Regions from separate parts of the Mus musculus genome. Here all the other regions are linked to region 3. Evidence: chromatin contacts called from public HiChIP or PLAC-seq and promoter capture Hi-C data. All regions are on one chromosome and are shown on one strand. Each heading gives the region's core, a stretch centred on a gene start, on an enhancer-like site or on the middle of the called end of the contact. The rest is flanking DNA. Distances are from core to core; before and after follow the strand shown. Region 1 holds the start of Kank2 (KN motif and ankyrin repeat domains 2). Region 2 holds the start of Spc24 (SPC24, NDC80 kinetochore complex component, homolog (S. cerevisiae)). Region 3 holds the start of Dnmt1 (DNA methyltransferase (cytosine-5) 1). Region 4 holds the start of Ldlr (low density lipoprotein receptor). Region 5 holds the start of Rab3d (RAB3D, member RAS oncogene family). Region 6 holds the start of Angptl8 (angiopoietin-like 8). Region 7 holds the start of Timm29 (translocase of inner mitochondrial membrane 29).

Region 1 (2,700 bases), core at 65-2,564, 850 kb before region 3:
ATTTTTTTCTCCTCTTTCTCTCTTTCTGTCTGTCTGTATGTTTGTGGGTGCATGGGTGCCATGACACACATGTGGAGTCAGAGGACAGTTTGCAGAACTCAGTTCTCCCCTTCCACTGTATAGATCGCAGGCATTGAGCTTTCAGGCTTGCAGCAGGCACCTTCGTCTTGACATCTGACGAGCCTCCCCTTGGTCATCCACTTATTTTTTGAGACAGGTCTCATTGAACCTGGAGTTCATAGATGCAGCTAGGTTCACTGGCTGGTAAGCCCCAGCCATAGAGATCTGCCCAGCCCCCAGAATTCGGCTTACAGGTAAACTTGTGGGCCCAACTCTTATGTAGATGCTGGAGTTCGAACTCAGATCCTAGTTCACACCGGCAGGCAGTTTACCCACTGAGACATCCACCTGTCACGTGTGCTAAGCAGAGGCTTCCAGGAAGCTATATTTTTCCTCTTTCCTCCCCTTCCCTTCCTCTCTCTTTCTTTCTTTCTTCCTTTCTTTCTTTCCTGTTGTTTTGTCTTTAGTTTGTTTATTTTGAGACAGTCTCTCCTGGCTCAGAATTACTGGAGTAGAAGGTGACCTCTCTAGTACTTGATCGCCCTGGCTCCACATCTTTCATGTGCTGGGACTACAGGTGTGCAGTCCCGCTGTGAGAGTGGCTTCAGAAAGTCCAGTGCAAACAGAAGTTCATCTCTGGACTAGGGTGTAGTTTAGAGGCAGAGTGATTAGCATTCAGAGTCCTGGGGTCCATCCCCAACCTCACAAAATCAATAAACCACGCCCTGTGATTTGTGTCAGCCCAAGAGTAGTATGAAGGGAATTTTCTGAACACACTTAACAGATGGGTCATGTGATTGACCCCATTTTGCTGATGGGGAAACTGAGGCACAACTTCAATTTCAGGAGATTGGGGTGTGGGTGCTGCAATCTTAGAGTTTGGGTCGGCGGTCACGCCATGGTGCACCCGGCCTGCAGCTGGAAGACTTCCAGCTGCTGGCGGCCAACGGGGGAGGGGTGACCTCCAGTCGCCGCTACCGCACCCGCCCTCGAGCTGGGCTGCGGCCAGCTCCGCCCCCTGCAGCGTCCAGCTGCGAAGGGCGGGCACCAGGCTTGGAGAAGCGGGGACCCTGTCCGGAGGGCTGGTGGCCAGGAGCCGACTGAGACCCTAGGACGTGCTCAGGCCGCAGCGAGAGCGCGTGCACCCCCACGACCACCCTTCAACTTCGCCCCCAGGCCCCGCGGCCGAGGCGCCCGGGAGACTGGAGGGGCGTGGCTTTCTGGTGGGGGCGTGGCTACCGCGCTGGCTCCGCAAGCTTGCGGCGACTGAGGCGGAGCGGGCAGGACGCCTGGGACGGCGGAGGCTCGAGCGTGCCAGGCGAGTGGGACGGAGGGCTGATCGGGGTGGCGTGGGGTCCGGGCTACTCTAGGGGCACTATCAGGATTTCTAACCCACCTCCAACCCGAGGCTACAAGCTCGCACACTCTCTCTTAGCTGGTCCCTCTCAAGTCTTAACATCTGCGCCCAAACTTTGCAAACCGGAGCGTCTGGGTCCCCGCGCTCCTCTCCCCTCCCCAGCCCTGACCTGGGCCCTGCTTCCCTTGCCCCTAGCCCACCTCTATGCCTTTATCATTCCCTGCCTCTCTTCCTCTGCTCCGCCACTCTCGTCTAGCTCTGTCCCCTAACCTTCCCAGGTCCCCGCTCTCGCAGCTCCGGGTGGCCGGACCAGGCCCCTCAGCGGCGGGAAGGCATCCGGGCGTCCGGCCGGGCTGGGCCTGGCTGCTGGGCGGGTGTGGGGATCAGCAGATGTTTGCCATTAGACTGGGACCCCGCAGGCCCCGCCCCCTCCCCGCCCGGGGCGGGGTCCTCCTCACCCCCAACTTTAGGGGCGGAGGGAGCGCGGCAGGAAAACCCCCAGATCCCAGATTCACCCAGGCTGGTGGTGGGGGGGGGTGCACTCTGGGGAGACCCTGTGGCCCTTTCCTGGAAACTCCCACCTGTTGATTCTTCCAGCCTCCTTCCGCCTCTCTCATCCCGGGATCTTGTGGAGAGAGGGGCCTCCTCCGACTCCCGCCACGGAGTTACCAGCCTGAGGTTAGATAACGAGACCCGTAGACCTCCATCGCTCCATCTGGAGAGTAAGATGTATAGGGTCTAGGGGTGCTTTGGGCGAATCTGCCCCGTTTTAGGTTCAAGTCAGAGATCTGCCTGCCTCCGCCTCCCAAGTGCTGGGATTAAAGGCATGTGAGGCTACACTCAGCTTGCAAGATCTTTTTCCAAAAACATAAGCATGGCTGGGGATGGAGAACGTGGGCCTAGCATGTATGAAACCGGGGGTTCCACCCCAGAATGTATGGTGTGGTGTGGTGTAGCCAGCCACGCCAGCACTTATGAGGTGCAGGCTGGAGGATCAGGATTTCAGGGTCATCCCCAGCCACATAGTGAGTTTGAGGCCAGCCTGGGCTACAGGAAACTGCCTTAAATAACCAAACAAAACGGTGTGGTAATTATTCATTATTCATTCCACCTCAGTGCCCCTAGCCCAGGCTACCCCAATTCTGCTCCCTACTTCTGTGTCTCTCTTAAGTCCTCAGAAAATATTTTGGACTAACTTCCTGTCCTTGGAGGTTCTGAGGCTCCAGGCAGATGCAGAGCCAATTTTATCTACAACTGGTAACTGCATTTCAGGTGTTCATGCC
Region 2 (2,700 bases), core at 161-2,660, 810 kb before region 3:
CGAGGCCAGCCTGGTCTACAATGTTAGTTCCAGGACAGCCAGGGCTATACAGAGAAACCCTGTCTCAAACCCCCCCCCCAAAAAAAAAAAAAAAAAGACATTGGATCTCACTACAGATGGTTGTGAGCCACCATGTGGTTGCTGGAAATTGAACTCAGAACCTCTGGGAAAGCAGTGAGTGAGTGCTCTTAACCGCTGAGCCATCTCTCCAGCTCTGGGGTATAGGTATTTAAGGAGACAGGGTTCACTTTGTAGTTCAGGCTGGTCTGGAATTCACTCAGCACTCTGGAGTCCCATGAATGGCAATTCCTCTTCCTTAGGCTCCTGATTCCTGAGCCACCATGCTCAGCTTCGGGGTTCACTGCTCTTGTTGCCCAGGCTGGCCTGGAATTTACCTCCATCCTCAAGCTCCCATCACCTGAGTGCTACATGCTAGATACATGCTAGACTCCTACTTAAAGATTTTATTTTATTTTATTTTTGAGACAAGGTCTCTATATAATCCTGGCTCTCCTGGAGCTTTATTTGTAGACCAGGCTGGCCTCAAACTCTGGGATCTGCCTGCCTCTGCCTTCCCAGAACATTGGATGCTCTTGTAGAGAACCAGGGTTTGGCTCCCAGCACCACATGATGGCTCACAACCATCCATATCTAGCTCCAAGTGGTCAGATGCCCTTTTATGACCTCTGCTGACACATACATACATGTAGGCAAAACGTTTACCCATACACATTAAAGAAAGAGAAATAAGCCTAAAAAATAGAGACTGGTGAATGATTGTGGTGGCATGTTCCTATAATCCAACCACTAGGAGGCAGAGGTAGATGGATCTCTAACAAAGAGCTCCTGGACAGCCAGTTCTACATAGTCTCAACATCTCACAGCTCACACATCCCAACCCCCGCCAAGAAAAAAATAAACCCAATGAATCCCAGTTTTATGTATAATTAATATATTCCTAAAGTAAACTAAAAAAAAAAAACAAGCAAAAATAATAAACCATCCGTTACATTGCCCTTCAAGCAGCGACTGATACCTGCAAATTTCTCTAAGAGTCGCGCAGCTTTCCAGTTTACGCATGCGCAACAGACTCCTAACGCCCTGGACTCTCCCCGGAGTTCATAGCCCGACAATCGACGCACGCGTACCAGGCCAATCGCAAACTGGCCACGTGTGACACGCCCCCCCCCCGCGCCGCCGCCCCCCCCCCTCCCCCGCCTACGATGATTGATCCTCACACCTGAGTGACAGAAGAAATTTCGCACAGGATCTCCACAAAATGGCCGCTCCTTCCGAAGCGCTCTGTCCCCTCGCTGATTGAGTCCTGCAGGAGACGGACGTAGGAACGATCCAATGAGACTTATGCGCTCTGGGGAGGGGGCGGGGCCCGTGGTGAGACGAATTTGCGCGGGTTCGGACTCGGCGCGATCAGTCATGGCGGCTTTCCGCGACATGGTGGAGGTGAGCAACTGGCTACTGAGCCTGCTGGGGGCCAACCGCGCCGAGGCGCAGCAGCGGCGGCTGCTCGGGAGCTACGAGCAGATGATGGAGCGGCTGCTGGAGATGCAGGACGGCGCCTACCGGCAGCTTCGGGGTGAGGGCCGGTCCCCTGCGCCCCAGCCCCGGGGGACTTCTCGGGGGGAGCTGGTACTCCTGGGCCTCAGTTTCCCCATCTGACAATTGCCATGGCTCAGAGGCGTCCAGATAAGTGTCATAGCTCACAATGCGCGACTCTATACGATCGTACTTCGTAGCTCAGGCGCCTTTGGAAGTCTTTATGATCCAGCCCCCACCTCCACTCCTGCTCGCCGTTCTTGAGGGTCTTCCGAGGGAGAGCAGTCACACCCGAGCCTTGATTTCTCCACCGGTGAAACCGTTGTCATGACAACGGTTGTCATCTAGGGACTTAAGCGTAATTAAATATAGAGTTAGCAGGGCACGACCCTTTATTAACTTTCCAGGACTCAGGCTTAAATGTAGCTCTGACTAGTAGAGAACTACTTAGCTGAGAAATTCAAAGAACCTTTCAGCTCCTCAGTGCCTTGGTCACAGGTGTGAGCAATCTCCCATCTCAGTGTCCTTCCCTGTCAAAGGTTTGTTTGAACTTTGTTTTGTTTTGTTTCAAGACAGGGTTTCTCTGTGTAGCCCTGGCTGTCCTGGAACTCACTCTGTAGACCAGGCTGGTCTCGAATTCAAATCCGCCTGCCTCTGCCTCCCAAGTGCTGGGATTTAAGGCATGCGCCACCACGTCCGGCCCTGGGAACATTTTTTAAAGTTTCGTGCCTTCCCAATAGACTTGTGAACAGAGCCTGCCGTGAGCTGGACCTCGGGTGACAGCAGGGAAGGAGTCCCTTGGTGGCTGGCATCCTACTGGAGAGGAGACAGGATAACATTTGTACTGCAGTGATGGGCTGAGGAGACAAATGCTTTCTATCATTAGGAGGGGTAACATGGGCGGGACTGGGGAGGGGTTTCTGCAAAGATATTGGGGGAAACCTGAAACTGTTGAGGGGGCAGGGATACACTTGACTGGCATGCATGAAACCCTGGGTTCCATGCCAGGCATGGCAGAATGGGCCTGTCAGACCAGTGTTCCAGAGACAAGCAGGAGGGTCAGGAATGGAAGGCTGGAAGGAATTCAAAGCAGCCTGATTGACAGAAGACCAAAAGTAAAATGAGAAGTTTTATCTCTGAGATTGT
Region 3 (2,700 bases), core at 73-2,572:
GGTCCTCGGTCATTCTTTTATTCATCTGGTGCTAGGGATGACTCCCAAGGCTTCTGCTGTGAGGTTAATATTCTGCTGTTGAACTGTATATTCTAAATCCTTCCATACCATGTGGAAGGTAAATAGAAAATATCATTTCTCTGCGATCTGCTTTTTTTTTTTTTATTAAACCCAGATGGCAGAAGTGGTTCCTGGCCTTACCACTATACTACTTCATTGGTATATTGGTCCAGTTCACTTCTGAATTATCTTTTTAAGGAGGTGATTTCAGCTCTGATAGATGAAGCCACTGAGGAAGAGTCCAGATGGTGTGCTCATGGTCGTTTTAGAGGACAAGGGGGTGAAGATGGGGTTAGACGGGAGGCCTTTTGTTTAAGGGTTCATGTATTTCTTACCAAAATGGTAACAAAAGATGAGCAGAAGGGGAGGGGGATAGAGTTATGCCTATAGTTTCTCCTTCTGAAGATGTAAGTTCCAGAAATATGGATCATGGACATATAGTTAGACACTACAGAACCACACATTTCATCTTCCAGTGAAGATGGTAGTTACAGTGGGGCATACCCATAAATCCATCACTCAAGACCAGAGAGAGGCAGGAGGTCTGAACTTTAAGATCAACCATATTATCTATTGTATAGATAGTAAAGTCAAGCCTATCTTGGGTTAAAAAATTGTTGGTGCATTTAAGAGCAGTGTCCACAGCGGCCTTCCCCTGGAAGTGGAGTTACAGGGCTTCGAGTGGCTGGATGTGGGTGGGTGCTCTCCAGGGAGGAAGCTAGCCACTGCGCAGACAAGCCCACTTTTGTTTGTTTTGTTTTGAGACTGGCTTTCTCTGTGTGGCTCTGGCTGTCCTAGAACTCCACTGTATAGACTTGGCTGACCTCAAACTGAGATCTGCCTGCCTCTGCCTCCTTAGTGTAAGGGACTGCAGGCATGCGCCACCACCGCCTACCTTTTTCCTTTTTCAAGAAGATTTTGTTTTTAGACCAGGCTCAATACACAGAGATCCTCTGGCTTTTGCATTCTGAGTGCTGGAATCAAATGCATGCATGCCACAGCCTCTGCCAGACTCAAAAGATTTTTTTTTTTTTAAAGTTGTGTTTGTGCATGTGAGTGCAATGCCCATAGAGGCCAGAAGAGGCTGTAGGACCCCCTGGAAGTGGAATTACAGGGGCTTGGAGCGGCTGGATGCGGGTGCTGGCAAGCAAACCAGAGTCATCCTCTGCAAGAGCAGCACTACCTGCTCTCAAGTGCCGAGCCACCTCTTCAGGCAAGGGGGAGGTGGGTGGCGCCAGTCGCAGCACGGACGAGCCCACTATAGCCAGGAGGTGTGGGTGCCTCCGTTGCGCGCATGCGCACTCCCTTCGGGCATAGCATGGTCTTCCCCCACTCTCTTGCCCTGTGTGGTACATGCTGCTTCCGCTTGCGCCGCCCCCTCCCAATTGGTTTCCGCGCGCGCGAAAAAGCCGGGGTCTCGTTCAGAGCTGTTCTGTCGTCTGCAACCTGCAAGATGCCAGCGCGAACAGCTCCAGCCCGAGTGCCTGCGCTTGCCTCCCCGGCAGGCTCGCTCCCGGACCATGTCCGCAGGCGGTAGGTGCCACGCAGGGTGGGGGTGAGGGGCGGGACCGATGCCGAGGCATATATTGGGGGTATCTCCGGGTGGCCCTGCGGCCGCTGACAGCCAGGGCGCGCATGCGCGGGGCAGCGTTTGGCGCGGGCTGTGCTTCCTGTCGCGCGTGCCCTTAGCTGTTGGCGCCAAAATGGGTGGGGGCCGGGGTGCTGGCAAGCCCATTGACTGGGAGCTTGAGGGAGCAAGGGGATCAGCCCTCTGAAATAGAACAAGCTTGGGGACACCCTCAGGGGTTCCCCTCTTTGGTCAGCCAGGCTCCTGGGTGTGCAGGAAGTGCCCCTCTCCCGGCCTGTGGACACCCTGAAGCCCCCACTCCGCTCCAGCCTCCACTTCCGGTGCCCTGCAGATCCCGCCGCGCCCACCCGAGGGTCCCTCCGCCGGTTCCCCTGGCCCTGGTTCAGAAGGGCCCTCCTTCCCAGCCCCGCTGTCAAGTCCTAGGACCTTTTCTCTCTCATCCTGCCGGGCCGGGCCTGGGCAGCTTGAAGCCCTCGTGGGATTTTGTTTTGTTTTCATCCTAACGTAAAGGAGCTCCTGCGATCCTGGAGCTATCAAAGAGACTCTGCCTGGAAAGAGCTGGTGCTGCAGAATGGGCCCTCCACTTTGGCAGTGACATAACTCTGTCCCGAGATCCCAGAGCAATCGAGGAAACCTTTAACTCCATTCAAAGTGTTTATCAGGGGGAAGGAAAGATGAATGGTAGTGAGATGTCTCGGCCCCCGCCCTATTATTTTAGCCCCTGTAAACCAGTTCTTTCGGTCCTGGCGCCATCGAGGAAGCTTTTTACATTGTCCAGTGTTTATTTCGAGGAGTGAGGGATGGCAGGTAAAGTCCCCCATTTCAGTGCATATGAATCCCCCCTCTCCCCCCCCCCTCCCCAAGCAATCAAGGAAGACCTGGGTAATGGGCCCTCCACTAGTACCTTCCACGCCTCCATGAGGACGGCTGTGTGCAAGGATTGGCGGGAACACTGGATCCCGCTTCCTGTTCCAGAAGGGCATCGTCAATCCGTTCATTCCTGAAAGCTTGTCCCGCGCGTCATTGAGCATTAGTCATAGGTGCCCTGCTAG
Region 4 (2,700 bases), core at 29-2,528, 770 kb before region 3:
CATGGTGTCCCCAAATCCAGGCATGGTGGCACATGCCTGTCATCCCAACACTCCCGAGCTGAGGCAGGAGAATTAGGGGCTAGAGACTACACAGTGACTTATAGGCCAGCCTAGGCTACATGAGACCCTGTCTATAAAGTGAGGGAGAGGTGGAGCACTTTTCCCAGTGCTGCAAAGAAGTTGTTGGTGAGATTGTAACACCATCTCCCTTCCTGTCCAAATTCCAACGCCTCTCCTAAAACTAAAGTCCACTTTATGGATCTGTCCAATCCTACACGTTCAGAGAGTGGGAACGAACCAGGCCTGCAAAAGTCTTTGCCAGGTCCCTGGCCCTCCCTGCCTGATGGTCTCAGCTACGGGTGTCTGGGTTGCCTGAGGCACATCTGCACCAAACCAGGGAAGTAGGGACAAGGTAGGGACTGAAGGCTCACAAGGAGGACCCAGCCGGCCCGGATGTGTAGCCCCACCCCACCCGGGAGGGTCGTGCAAGCCACGCCCCTGAACATCATCCTCTTCCTCCATTGGGCGAGGGGAGTGGCTCGAGGCTCGCCTGTTCCGGCTGCACCCAATAGGAGCTCGGGGGTGCGGTGGGAGGTGGGGTTAGGGCGGAGTTTTGGGGCACGCGGCAGTAGCCGGGTTTGAGTGCAGTGTGGAGACCCCCAAGTCCTGTAACTACGACTAGCGACCCCAAAGTTGAACAGCTGGGCCTGGGTCTCCCCAGCCCTTAAAACGAATGATGGGACCCCTCCTCTTGGATTCCCTCACACATAGCTCTGAAAGACACCTCTGACTTGGGAGAGCACCCACCGGACTCCCCAAACCCACTCTGACCCCCTACAGCTCTGGCACCCTATTTCCAAAACACTTCCCTCCAGCCACGTGGGAAGGACATCACATCAAGTTCGCACGAATGGTTGTATTTCTCGACCAAAAATAAAACCACTCGGGGCTCTCCGAGTTCAGGACGGCTGCCCCTGACCCCGGGCAGGCTCCTGGCGCAAAGCCTTACCTGCAACTCCGGCAGCAGCCAGGAGCAGGGCGATGACCCAGCGACGCATCAGATCCGCGGTGCTCATCCTTAGCTTCTGCGTTGCGTCCTCACTCGGATCACAGACCCCGAAATGTTCCCGCTGCAAACACTGGATCGCGGGCCCCACGGTGTCTCGGCTGCGAATCTGGGCTCGCAAGCCTCACGGTGTCCCGGCTGCAAACTACGCCGCACGCCCAGAGTCATTCCCAGTACTAGGGGCGAGGTTTCCAGGCGGGGGAGGAGTCTGCAATGGGGTGATTTTCAAAAATCTTCACCTCACTGAGCGGGGAGGAGCTTGGAACGGCCGATGTGACATCGTCTCTTTTAACCCCTGAAGCTCCCGCAGCAGTGGGAAGTTCCTCAAATTCCTCCCACAGAATTTCACCGCTTCCCGGACACTTAGCCGCCCGCGTTGCTGTTTGAGTGTTCAAGGGACGACCCACGCCCTTCCACACCCTGGGTCGCCTTCTGACGCTTTCCTTTCCACCTCCAAAGCAAAACAGAAGTATGCGAAGCCCCCTCCCACCCCCGACCCCTACACTTCTTGCAGCAAGTTTGCTTTCCTGTCTAGGAATGGGCACATAGATTTCTGACCCAAGTACAGTTGCAGGTTTTATCTGGATCCGTCCATAAACACAAACACTCAGCGAGAAATGTATATAAAACGCGGCGGCGTGTGCGGGTGAGCGAGTTGGCTCAGTGGGTGAGGGTGCAAGCCTGAAGACCTGAGTTTGATCCCAGGGATCCACATACTGGAAGGAGAGAGAACCAGAACCAACTCCAGCAAATTGTCCTCTAACTTCCACACACACTCCCCTGTACTAATTAATTAATTAGAAAGAAGAAACATTACTTGGTTTGGGGGGTAGGACCCAGTAGTTAGAATAATTATAATTATTAATGGAAGAATTCCATAGCAAGATATGGTAACACTGAAACTAGGAAGAAGGCAGGCAGATCTCTGTGAGCAAAGTCCAAACTGGTCTGGACAGCAAGTTCCAGACTAGCCTGGGCTACACAGATTCTGTTTCCTCCTCCTCTTCTTTCCTTCTTTCTTTCTTTTCTTTCCTTTTCTTCTTTTGTTTTGTTTCTGTTTCTGTTTGTTTTGTTTTTCAAGACAAGGTTTCTCTGTGTAGCCCTGGTTGTCCTGGACTCTGTAGACCAGGCTGGCCTAGAACTCAGAGATCTGCCTGCCTCTAACTCCTGAGTGCTGGGATTAAATGTTGAGTGTTTACTACCACCCCACTACCACCTGTCAAGAGACCCTGTTTCAAAGCTAAAGTTGAAATTATTTTAAATAATTCATCTGAGAATCAATGGGTTCCTTCCTGTGTTGACAGAAATGTTGATTTTTGGTTTATTTCCTTAGGCACCTGCTGGTACCGCTTTATCCTGTTACAAGGAGTTGAACACACAGAAGGGCATCTCTTCCCTCGAAGCAAAACCAACCACATGTGGCCTTTTTCCCCTCTTGACACTGGATGGCTAAACCAGAAGGCTGTCTGCCATGGATAGAGAAGTTTTGATGAATCAAAGGCTTAGGGATTTTCTAAAAGGGACTCAGATTCTGTCCCTGCCTAGCTCCCTGCAGAACAAACCAGGGCTAGTGTGTTGGCTTAGTGCATGCAGCCAGGACTGACCTGATGTGAGTTCAAATCCGAGGACCCACA
Region 5 (2,700 bases), core at 132-2,631, 970 kb before region 3:
ATCAGAGGACAACTTGTGGGAATTGGTTCTCCTTCTACTCTGTTGGTCCCTGAAACCCTCATATCAGGCTTAGTAGCAACTGAATTCGAAATCTTGCTGTGTGGACTCTGGCAAATATCTACTTTTCTTTGATCCTCAGTTTCCTTATTTATATATATGAATACACTGTAGCTGTCTTCAGGCACACCAGAAGAGGGCATCAGATCCCATCACAGATGGTTGTGAGCCACCATGTGGTTCCTGAGATTTGAACTCAGGACCTCTGGAAGAACAGTCAGTGCTCTTAACTGCTGAGCCATCTCTCCAGCCCCAGTTTCCTTATTTCTAAAACATGTTTTAACTCCAAGAGCCCTTAGGCATGTTGAACAGAAGAATCTAGCACCCTTTAGAGCCAGACTCCTCCCACGTGGAACGGGGATTATGCCTAGGATTCAGGCCAGCACTGGGGAGATAGAGTAACCACTCTCTATATAAGAAGCCTTGGGCTCCATCCCTAGCACCGTGTAAAGCAGCATGGCTTTGTACACCTTCAATCCCAGACCTTGGGAGGTGGAGCCAGGGGAATCAGTTCACATTTACTCTTGGTACTTAAGGAGTTTGAGGCAAGCCTGGAAAACAAACAAAAAAATTTTAATTTTTAGAATTTTAAATTTTATTTTACATGAGTGTTTTGTCTGCACCACGTGGGCTCTTGCAGTTTGATGAAGTAAGAAGGGTCAGGTCTCCTGGAACTGGAGTTATTAGACACCATGTGAGTCCTGAGACTCAAACTCATATCCTCAACAAGAACAAGTGATTTTAACCGCTGAGACATCTCTCCAGCCCCCAAAAGTAAAAGGAATAAAACTATGGTTACACTAATCTTGTTATGAACCACTCGACAGAGGGAAACATTGAGGTTGAGAGAGGTTAAATATGTCAGGAGTCACAGTCCTAGAAAGGGGAGATGGGAATAGAACTCAGCTGCTGAGGTTTTCCTGTTAACACAGAATGCATAGAAAATGTTTTCTACCTCTAGTTAGGAAAGAGAGGCTCTGATGGGACTTAATGCCTCTTCCCGCTCCTCTGGGCTCTAGCTCAGGACCACAGACTTGCACTCCCAGATCCCTACCACCCCTCTCCTACCATACTACCAGGTCCCATCCTCTCAACTCCCTGCCCACCTCTGACGCCTCTTGAGGTGGCCCCGCCCCTGCCAGACCCCACCTCCGCCTGCAAGGCTCGCCCACTCAGCTAGGACTTTTGTGGCGTCCAAGCCTCCGACAGGCCACGCCCATCTCCTGGCTCCGTTGGCGGCGCCCACACCCGTAAGACCACGCCCACCGCCGGGCGCCAACTCTCAAGGCGCCCCGCCCCTTCTAGGCCCCACCCGCTCACCTCGCCTAGTCTTCTGCGGCCTCGCCCCCTCCGCCTGGGCGGAGCCGGCGCGGGATCCGGGTGTCAGTGTTGGCAGCGCCGGCAGCTGTGGGGCGAGGGTCGCAGCCCTGTGCGGGGCCGTAGCAACTTCGTGGGCGGATCCTGGTGTGCAAGGCGGGACCCGAGGTGAGCCCAGGAGCGAGTGCACCTGCCAACCCGCTGATACGCGCGTGCACTATGACAGGGTTGAACTGGGGTCCGCGCGAGCCTGGGTCCCGCACCCCCTGTCAGTGCTGCTGGCTCTTCTGGGTTCCCCGCACCCGGCAAGCTCTGCGAACGGTGGCGGGGTGGGCGAGAAGCCCAGCTTGGGGCCGAGCGACGGCGCCATATGGTGATGGGGGAGGCACTTGCTGGTGCACGCAGTGCAGTGACTGTTCGGGTGCCAACCTTGAGGGCTAGGGGACCCCTAGATGGCCCAGAAGAGAAGCCGTGGTGGGGCGGGGGCCAGCCTGGAGGCCCTGCCCGACGGACGCCTCAAACCCGTTCTCCCGGAACACAGGGTGGGGTTGGCTGCGTTCTCCTTAGAAATGCACGGAGTAGAGAAACAGAAAACACCGAAGGCCATTGAGAAATACTTTTGCTTGGGCTTCGGAGAGCAGCTCTAAGCTAGACAGCTGGAGAAAGCAAAGTGGGGGCGGGGGTGGGGGAGAGCTTGGAAGAACACCCTAGATTTGGATAAAACAGAATGCTGGAGTGTGGGAAGATATAAACAGGAGGATATGGGGTGGTGGGTTTTGCAGTCATTAAGTGGCTAGGATAATTCTCTTGGATTTGATGACTTTCAGTCCTGTCTTTGTGGACCATGGCTGGGGTGAGTCAGCTTTGGCCAAGAGGGAGCCAGGCCCGGCCCCTTTGACAAATAAAATGGTAGATACCCACTTGGGAGCCTAACTGGGCCTTTAAACCTTATGTTATATATATAGAAATTACCCTCACCCTGGGAGACAGGGAAAGGGTTACAGTGGATTTGGAGAGGACAGGACAGCACCCCAGAGGCAAGCACCAGCTAAATTCAACATCCAAGCCTTGATGGAAGGGGCTCTGTCTAGCTGGCAGTCACACACACACCTACACACCTGGCCATACCAGCTGCTTGCACTGGGCAAAGTCCAGCTTGCAGCCCGTGCAACTTCCTCACCACCACGGCCCCCCAGCCCCAACTGGCCCTGAGTTTTCACCTGTTACCTGGTCCTGCACCTGAAGGGAGAAGATCTGAACCTTCCACTATAAAGGTTCCATATTTCTTTCCTTTTTCTCTTTCTCTCTCTCTGTCCCTCTCTCTTT
Region 6 (2,700 bases), core at 103-2,602, 880 kb before region 3:
TCTGCTTATCAGCTCGAGCCTGTGGGGTAGTATATAAACCTTAGCTGGGAGATCTGGGTCACCTCCCATCTCCTGACCACTGCAAGTTTCTCTGTTACCATCCATGGGGCCCAGCAAATGTCCAAGACCCTCTGGCCTCAGTTTCCCTGTTTGTAAAGTATATCTAAAATGGGACTTGCTCTGTATAGTTTGTAGATGCACATCAAACAATATTGATTGGTTTCTTGATACATAGCACCAGGACTGCGTGGGTCCTGGGAATCCATCTCAGGTCATGGGCTTGGCAGCCTTTACCTGCTGAACTAACTACCTTGTTGGTCCCTTACTCATTCATTCATTTACATATTTTGAGACAGGGCTTCATGTACCCCAAGCTTAACCCGGATGTCTACCTAGCCAGAAATCACCTTGGACTCCACACACACACACACCCACACACACCCACACACACACACACACACACACACACACACACCTGCCTTTATTCCCAGTGCTAGGATTGTTCTTTCTCTTGTTCTCTTTGAGACAAGGTATCACCATGTAGTCAGCTGGCCTAACTTTGTAGCCAAGGCTGCCTTTAACCTTCTATTTCTCCTGCCCCTGCCTCTGGAGTTCTAGAACCACAGCTGTGCCTGCTTCTTGCCCTTACTTGCAAAGGTCACTTCCAGAAGGTCACTGAGGCTGGAACCCCATATACAACTGGAGGGTCCTCTAGCCCAGGATTCAGTGGTGGCCTCTTTCTGAGAAGCAGGCTATACCCCTCTCAGACCTGGGAGTCCCTTACCTTTAAGGTCTCAAATTCTTGGTGGGCTTGACCGAGCCAGGCGCCTCTCAGCTGCACTTGTAGTCTCCGTACAGTGTCCCGCAGAGCCTGCTGGGCCCGGGCCACTTCCCCCAGTGATCGGGCTGTGGCTTCAGCTCGAAGGTGTAAAGCGTCCTCTTCCACCTGCTCAAGGATGGTGTGTCATCAGGGTATGTTTCCTCTGTTCTGGGTTTACCATTTCCTCAGACTCTTACCTGCCACCAACACCCAGCTCCAGTGCTCACCTGAATCTCCGACAGGCTGGTGCGAAGCTCCTGTGTGGCATCCTGGCCCTGCCTGACTTCTGTCCCCAGGAATTCCAGTGCTCTGTCATAGAGGCCCAGGCTGTGCCCAGCTTCTGTCAGGCGAGCCTCTGTGGCTCTGTACACGCCATTGAGGGCCTGGCCTAGCTGCAGGGCCCCGTGAAAGAGCAGGGTCAGCTCTTCATATTGAGCTGGCTCTGGACCACCCAGAGGGGCCACTGGAGCGGGTCGCACTGCTGATGCTAAGGTCCACAGGAGGCAGAGAGCAAGCACAGCCATGGCTGACAGTTTCGTGGGTGTGGTTCCCGGGCCGCTGCGGCTGCCTTTTATTTCCATAGGCTGCCATTGACCCCCCTGGTCAATGGTTAACCGGCCATGGTTGCACAAGGGCCTGGCGGAGGCTCAGCCATTGCATCAGACTGATGGCTAAGCAGGCCATGCTGATATCACGCTGCTAGAACTCAGGGCCAGCTGTGTGTGGGGGTTGGAGGTAGTGGGCAAGCTCAGACCAGAGCTCTCAGCGCCAGTGTCTGTATGAGCATATCACTGCCTTGAGCCTCAGTTTCCCATCTAAGTGTAGAACGTGGCTCCCTTCACATCCAACACAGCAGGCCCAGTATTGCTGGGCCACCCAAAGGGCCATCCAGGGGCTCCAGCCTTGTCTCCTTCCTGCAGACAGCTAATGCAGGGGTCACTGGGTGTGGCCAATAGCTGTGGAGGAGGGGCGAAAAAGTGACATGACAGACATCCTCCTTCTGAGATCATGGAGCCTGACTCCCCGCATGGTTTATGATCTGTGCTAACTTCGATTTAACTTCCTAGAACACACAGGGCAAGTACTGCAACCCATTTTCTCTACCTAGGCGTCCCACAAGTAGTACTAAGCATTTGTTGAACATCCACTTTGCGCACTCAAAGGAACAGCCTTGCTTCCCTTGCAAATAGAACGTTACACTCTGAGGTTGCGGTAGGAGGAACATGAGTTCAAGGCCAGCCTGGGCTACAGAACTAGATCCTCTCTTATGGCAAGAAAACAAGAGCTGAGGTGATGCTCAGAGGTAGAAGGCTTTCGGGGCACTCAGCATTCCATCGCTAGCACCACAGAAAATGGCCGTGAAGTTAGTCATTCGCGATGAGCTTGACACCGAGAGTCACAGGACTCTGTCACAGAGACCCACTCACTGTTCTGTGTGGAGACTCGCTGTTACTGGTTGTTGGTACAGAGCTTCAGAGGCTGAGCTAGCAGGCCAGATGCCTCCATCACACAGCTTAAGGGGGCCTACAGGGTTGGGGCTTGTGCACTTACAGCTGGGGAGAAGAGGCAAGACCAGGTTCCGGTTCTCTTTGTATCTGAAAGACAGACCCTATAGATAACTCCAGGGAGCCAATAAGGTGGTAGTGTGGGCTGCGGGAGGCCAGTCTGCCACCTGGCTACTGGTGGGACCACCTTATGTTTTTAATTATTTATTTATTGTTGGGGGGCAGGGTTGAACAGAGATGTCCAAAGAGGCCAGAGGCATCAGGTCCCCCTGGAGCTGACTGAAGTGGGTGCTGTGAACTGAACTTGGATCCTCTCAAAGAGCAGTGCGTACCCTTAACTGCTGAGCCACTTCTCCAGACCTCTGGCCCTCGGGG
Region 7 (2,700 bases), core at 195-2,694, 640 kb before region 3:
CAGGAACCCAGGCATGCTAGGCAAACACTCTACCCGTGAAGAACATCCCCAGCTACAACAGGCTACACAGCACAGGCTCCTTACTAGTAGATCTGGGGGCAATTAACACAGTAAGGTCAAGTGCTTCAGCATGTTTAAGAGCAGTCCTTCAGCTCTTCTGTATCTCTAAGACCAGTAAGGCCCCCAAGTTTCTTCGGCTAACCGGACAGAGTGAGGACTTCCCATAAAATCACAATAAGGGCCATTTATCTCTACCCATCTCACCAATTGCACCATCCACAGCCAACAGTTTGCCTGCGCCTGGTGACCCGGGGGCAATCCTGGGTTTCATCTGGAAACATCGGACTGAACCAGTGAATCAGCCTCGCTCAAAGCTAGCCGATCCTTTCTCTCCTTCTGTAACACCTGCTCCTCCCACAGCGCCTGATCCACCTGATCGTCGGTGAGTATGATCGGCTTGTACTTCTCCTCGAACAGCCTCTCATTGGCCTCTGAGTGCAGCTGGTGAGGCGCGACGACGCGGAGATGAGCGGGCAGATGGAGAAACTCGTCGTCGTTGATGTCGCAATCATGCATGCGATTCTGCAGAATCCACCAGCGGCCAACGAAACCCACGTCGAGGATCCGGCCGGGGAAGTCCACCCAGCGTGGCTGCAGGTAGCGGCAGCGGGCCTGGTAGAGGCTGGCCTGGGCGTCGAAGGGCGCTTCGTAAACCAGCGAGCAAAAGCCCAGGTTCACGTGACGCAGCCGCCCACGGCCCCTCAGCCACAGCAGGCGCTGCAGGAACGCCTCCGAGTGGCGGTTGCGCGTGGCCGGTGCCAAGAGCAACAGTGACCCCGATGCGTCCAGCAAGGCCTCCTCGAAGGCCGCCTCACTGGGCGCCAGCGCGCAGCACGCAGCCGCGCCGCCCAGAAGCCCCACGTACAGGGCCGCGCGGCCCGGTCGAGCTCGCGCCGCAGCCGCCGCGTCCCCGCACGCCTCAGCGTAGTCCCGGAGCAGCGCGCCGGCCCAGGTGCCTGAGGGGAAAAAAGAGCTGCGGTGACAAGGACTCGACCACTCGAGCCACCCACCCTGCAGCCTTCTGCCACTACTCACTCAGTCGCGTCCACAGCCCTGGCTTAACCGCCACCGTCGTGGCACCACCGGCCTCTCCTCCCGCTTCACCGTGCCCACCGGACCAGAATCTCTTAAGAGCCGCTGTCACCATCGTCTCCCTGCGGTTCCTCAGCCGAGTAGAAACGCATAGTGTCGGAATGAAAAAGGCCGGAGAGTAGATCCTGCGCAAGCGCAAGATACAGGAAGTAGTTTCCCACAGGAAGACAATAGGAAACGGACCTAAACGGATGTTGCCGTTGTGTGGAGAAGGGTGGGCTCTGAAGGGAAGTCGAGCGGCGCGCACGCGCATAGAGCAATAGCCACGCCAGCTTAGGTAGGCTCAGGTGAGGAAGGTGGGGTGCATCTGAAGGGACCCAGCTTGGAGCTGAAGTTCCATTCCGTGTATTAGGCTCCATGCAGGAGTCCAGACGGAAGCATCAGTCTTGGGGAGGGCTGTGGGATTGATGCGGTTCTGTCCACAGAGTGCGATGCGGTGACGCCTCTAAAGAGTCATGGCAGCAGCTGACGAACTGGCCTTCCACGGTGAGTGGAGCCCGGAAGTGGTCAGAGCTCCTACCTCAGTCCTAAGCTAGAACCCCAGGCAGCTGGGACCCAGACCTCAGGTTTATCTTGCACTCAATTCCTGCTTCTTCCATGAACTCAAAAGGCACATCACAGCGTCCAATTCTGCACAGGACCTAAATTGAATCCCATCTTAGTAGACAGACCTATCCATGCATCAAAACTGAAGAAACTCAGCCCTTAGGGGACGGCGGTAAGGCAGCCATAGCCCCAGTTGATGAAAGGAATTTTCAGATTCCAAACACCTATGCCCATATTCCCTCTCCGTAGAGTTCGAGGAAGCCACAAATCTTCTGGCAGAGACCCCAGATGCAGCTACTACTAGCCAAAGTGATGAGCTGACCTCCCGAGAGCACGTGGCTGTGGTTGTGGGTTCAGGCATTGGCTATGGAGCTGAAGTAGGGGAGGAAGAGGATGACAAGACATCAGTGAGTCTCCTAGGCCCCGATGATCTGCCTCTGTTCTTACCCTGGCTGAGCAGGCAAGTTCTGAGTCTTTTGTCTTATAGCTTCTACAGGAAGAAAAACCACAGCCCAGATTCTGGACATTTGACTACTATCAGAGCTTTTTTGATGTGGATACCTCCCAGGTAAGGCACTTGGAGTTGCTTGGAGTCCAGCCACTATACTTGAGGACTGAATGGGTATGGTGGGGCTGGAAGGCAAAAGCTAGGTTACAAAGTAGGCGTGGATAGGTGTGTGACTTAAAGCCAGAATGTTTCCCAGTCAAGCCAACCTCTAATGATAGACCAGGTCCAGTGAGAGGGTACATCCTGGAGATGTAGTTGCAAGACCATCCAGAACTTAGGGACTGTCCTTACTTTGAGAGGAGAGGCTGCAAGAAGCTGAAAGCAAGGTGACAGGCCTGAAATCCACCTTCACAGTGGTGACATGTTCGAGCTTGTTCAGTAGGATGTGCTGACACCTCTCAGAACACCAGGATTCTCATTCTAGACCCTGGGCTTTGCTTTCCAGGTCTTGGACAGGATCAAAGGCTCCCTGCTGCCCCATCCTGGCCACAACT

What was found. Promoter capture Hi-C pulls out the DNA fragments that hold promoters and counts their contacts. HiChIP or PLAC-seq counts read pairs in DNA pulled down with a chosen protein or histone mark. Capture Hi-C pulls out chosen DNA fragments and counts their contacts.
Region 1: a FOXA1 HiChIP or PLAC-seq map of pancreatic cancer cells shows a contact between it and region 3. The contact joins the promoter of Kank2 here to the promoter of Dnmt1 in region 3. A contact is called at or near these places in 2 of 39 promoter capture datasets (liver and pre-B cells) and 1 of 115 datasets of contacts at active chromatin or transcription factors (pancreatic cancer cells).
Region 2: a promoter capture Hi-C map of liver shows a contact between it and region 3, with 2.9 times the contacts expected there. The contact joins the promoter of Spc24 here to the promoter of Dnmt1 in region 3. A contact is called at or near these places in 2 of 39 promoter capture datasets (liver and pre-B cells), 2 of 115 datasets of contacts at active chromatin or transcription factors (Th17 cells and memory CD8 T cells) and 1 of 9 other capture datasets (liver).
Region 4: a contact with region 3 is called in a FOXA1 HiChIP or PLAC-seq map of pancreatic cancer cells. The contact joins the promoter of Ldlr here to the promoter of Dnmt1 in region 3. A contact is called at or near these places in 2 of 115 datasets of contacts at active chromatin or transcription factors (bone marrow-derived dendritic cells and pancreatic cancer cells).
Region 5: a promoter capture Hi-C map of liver shows a contact between it and region 3, with 4 times the contacts expected there. The contact joins the promoter of Rab3d here to the promoter of Dnmt1 in region 3. A contact is called at or near these places in 3 of 39 promoter capture datasets (the C10 cell line and liver).
Region 6: a contact with region 3 is called in a promoter capture Hi-C map of liver, with 3 times the contacts expected there. The contact joins the promoter of Angptl8 here to the promoter of Dnmt1 in region 3. A contact is called at or near these places in 1 of 39 promoter capture datasets (liver) and 1 of 115 datasets of contacts at active chromatin or transcription factors (pancreatic cancer cells).
Region 7: a promoter capture Hi-C map of liver shows a contact between it and region 3, with 5 times the contacts expected there. The contact joins the promoter of Timm29 here to the promoter of Dnmt1 in region 3. A contact is called at or near these places in 3 of 39 promoter capture datasets (liver and pre-B cells), 1 of 115 datasets of contacts at active chromatin or transcription factors (microglia) and 1 of 9 other capture datasets (liver).

The regions. Positions count from the first base shown.
Region 1 is chr9:21,797,160-21,799,859 of GRCm38.p6, reverse strand. Kank2 (KN motif and ankyrin repeat domains 2) reads left to right here and starts at 1,314. Exons shown (of 12, transcript NM_145611.4): 1 at 1,314-1,378.
Region 2 is chr9:21,759,013-21,761,712 of GRCm38.p6, reverse strand. Spc24 (SPC24, NDC80 kinetochore complex component, homolog (S. cerevisiae)) reads left to right here and starts at 1,410. Exons shown (of 5, transcript NM_026282.6): 1 at 1,410-1,594. The coding sequence starts at 1,435.
Region 3 is chr9:20,951,601-20,954,300 of GRCm38.p6, reverse strand. Dnmt1 (DNA methyltransferase (cytosine-5) 1) reads left to right here and starts at 1,322. Exons shown (of 39, transcript NM_001199431.1): 1 at 1,322-1,593. The coding sequence starts at 1,514.
Region 4 is chr9:21,722,154-21,724,853 of GRCm38.p6, reverse strand. Ldlr (low density lipoprotein receptor) reads right to left here and starts at 1,278. Exons shown (of 18, transcript NM_010700.3): 1 at 1,010-1,278. The coding sequence starts at 1,076. It overlaps Gm26511 (a long non-coding RNA gene), which reads left to right and starts at 1,498. Exons shown (of 4, transcript XR_001779098.2): 1 at 1,498-2,700.
Region 5 is chr9:21,916,864-21,919,563 of GRCm38.p6, reverse strand. It overlaps Rab3d (RAB3D, member RAS oncogene family), which reads left to right and starts at 1,381. Exons shown (of 5, transcript NM_001324531.1): 1 at 1,381-1,542.
Region 6 is chr9:21,834,162-21,836,861 of GRCm38.p6, reverse strand. Angptl8 (angiopoietin-like 8) reads right to left here and starts at 1,352. Exons shown (of 4, transcript NM_001080940.1): 1 at 1,048-1,352; 2 at 785-946; 3 at 1-19. The coding sequence starts at 1,344. All of the region lies in intron 14 of Dock6 (dedicator of cytokinesis 6), which reads left to right.
Region 7 is chr9:21,591,466-21,594,165 of GRCm38.p6, reverse strand. It overlaps Timm29 (translocase of inner mitochondrial membrane 29), which reads right to left and starts at 1,444. Exons shown (of 2, transcript NM_178619.4): 1 at 1,096-1,444; 2 at 1-1,016. The coding sequence starts at 1,207. The coding sequence ends at 328. Yipf2 (Yip1 domain family, member 2) reads left to right here and starts at 1,335. Exons shown (of 8, transcript NM_138303.2): 1 at 1,335-1,638; 2 at 1,948-2,105; 3 at 2,186-2,266; 4 at 2,652-2,700. The coding sequence starts at 1,608.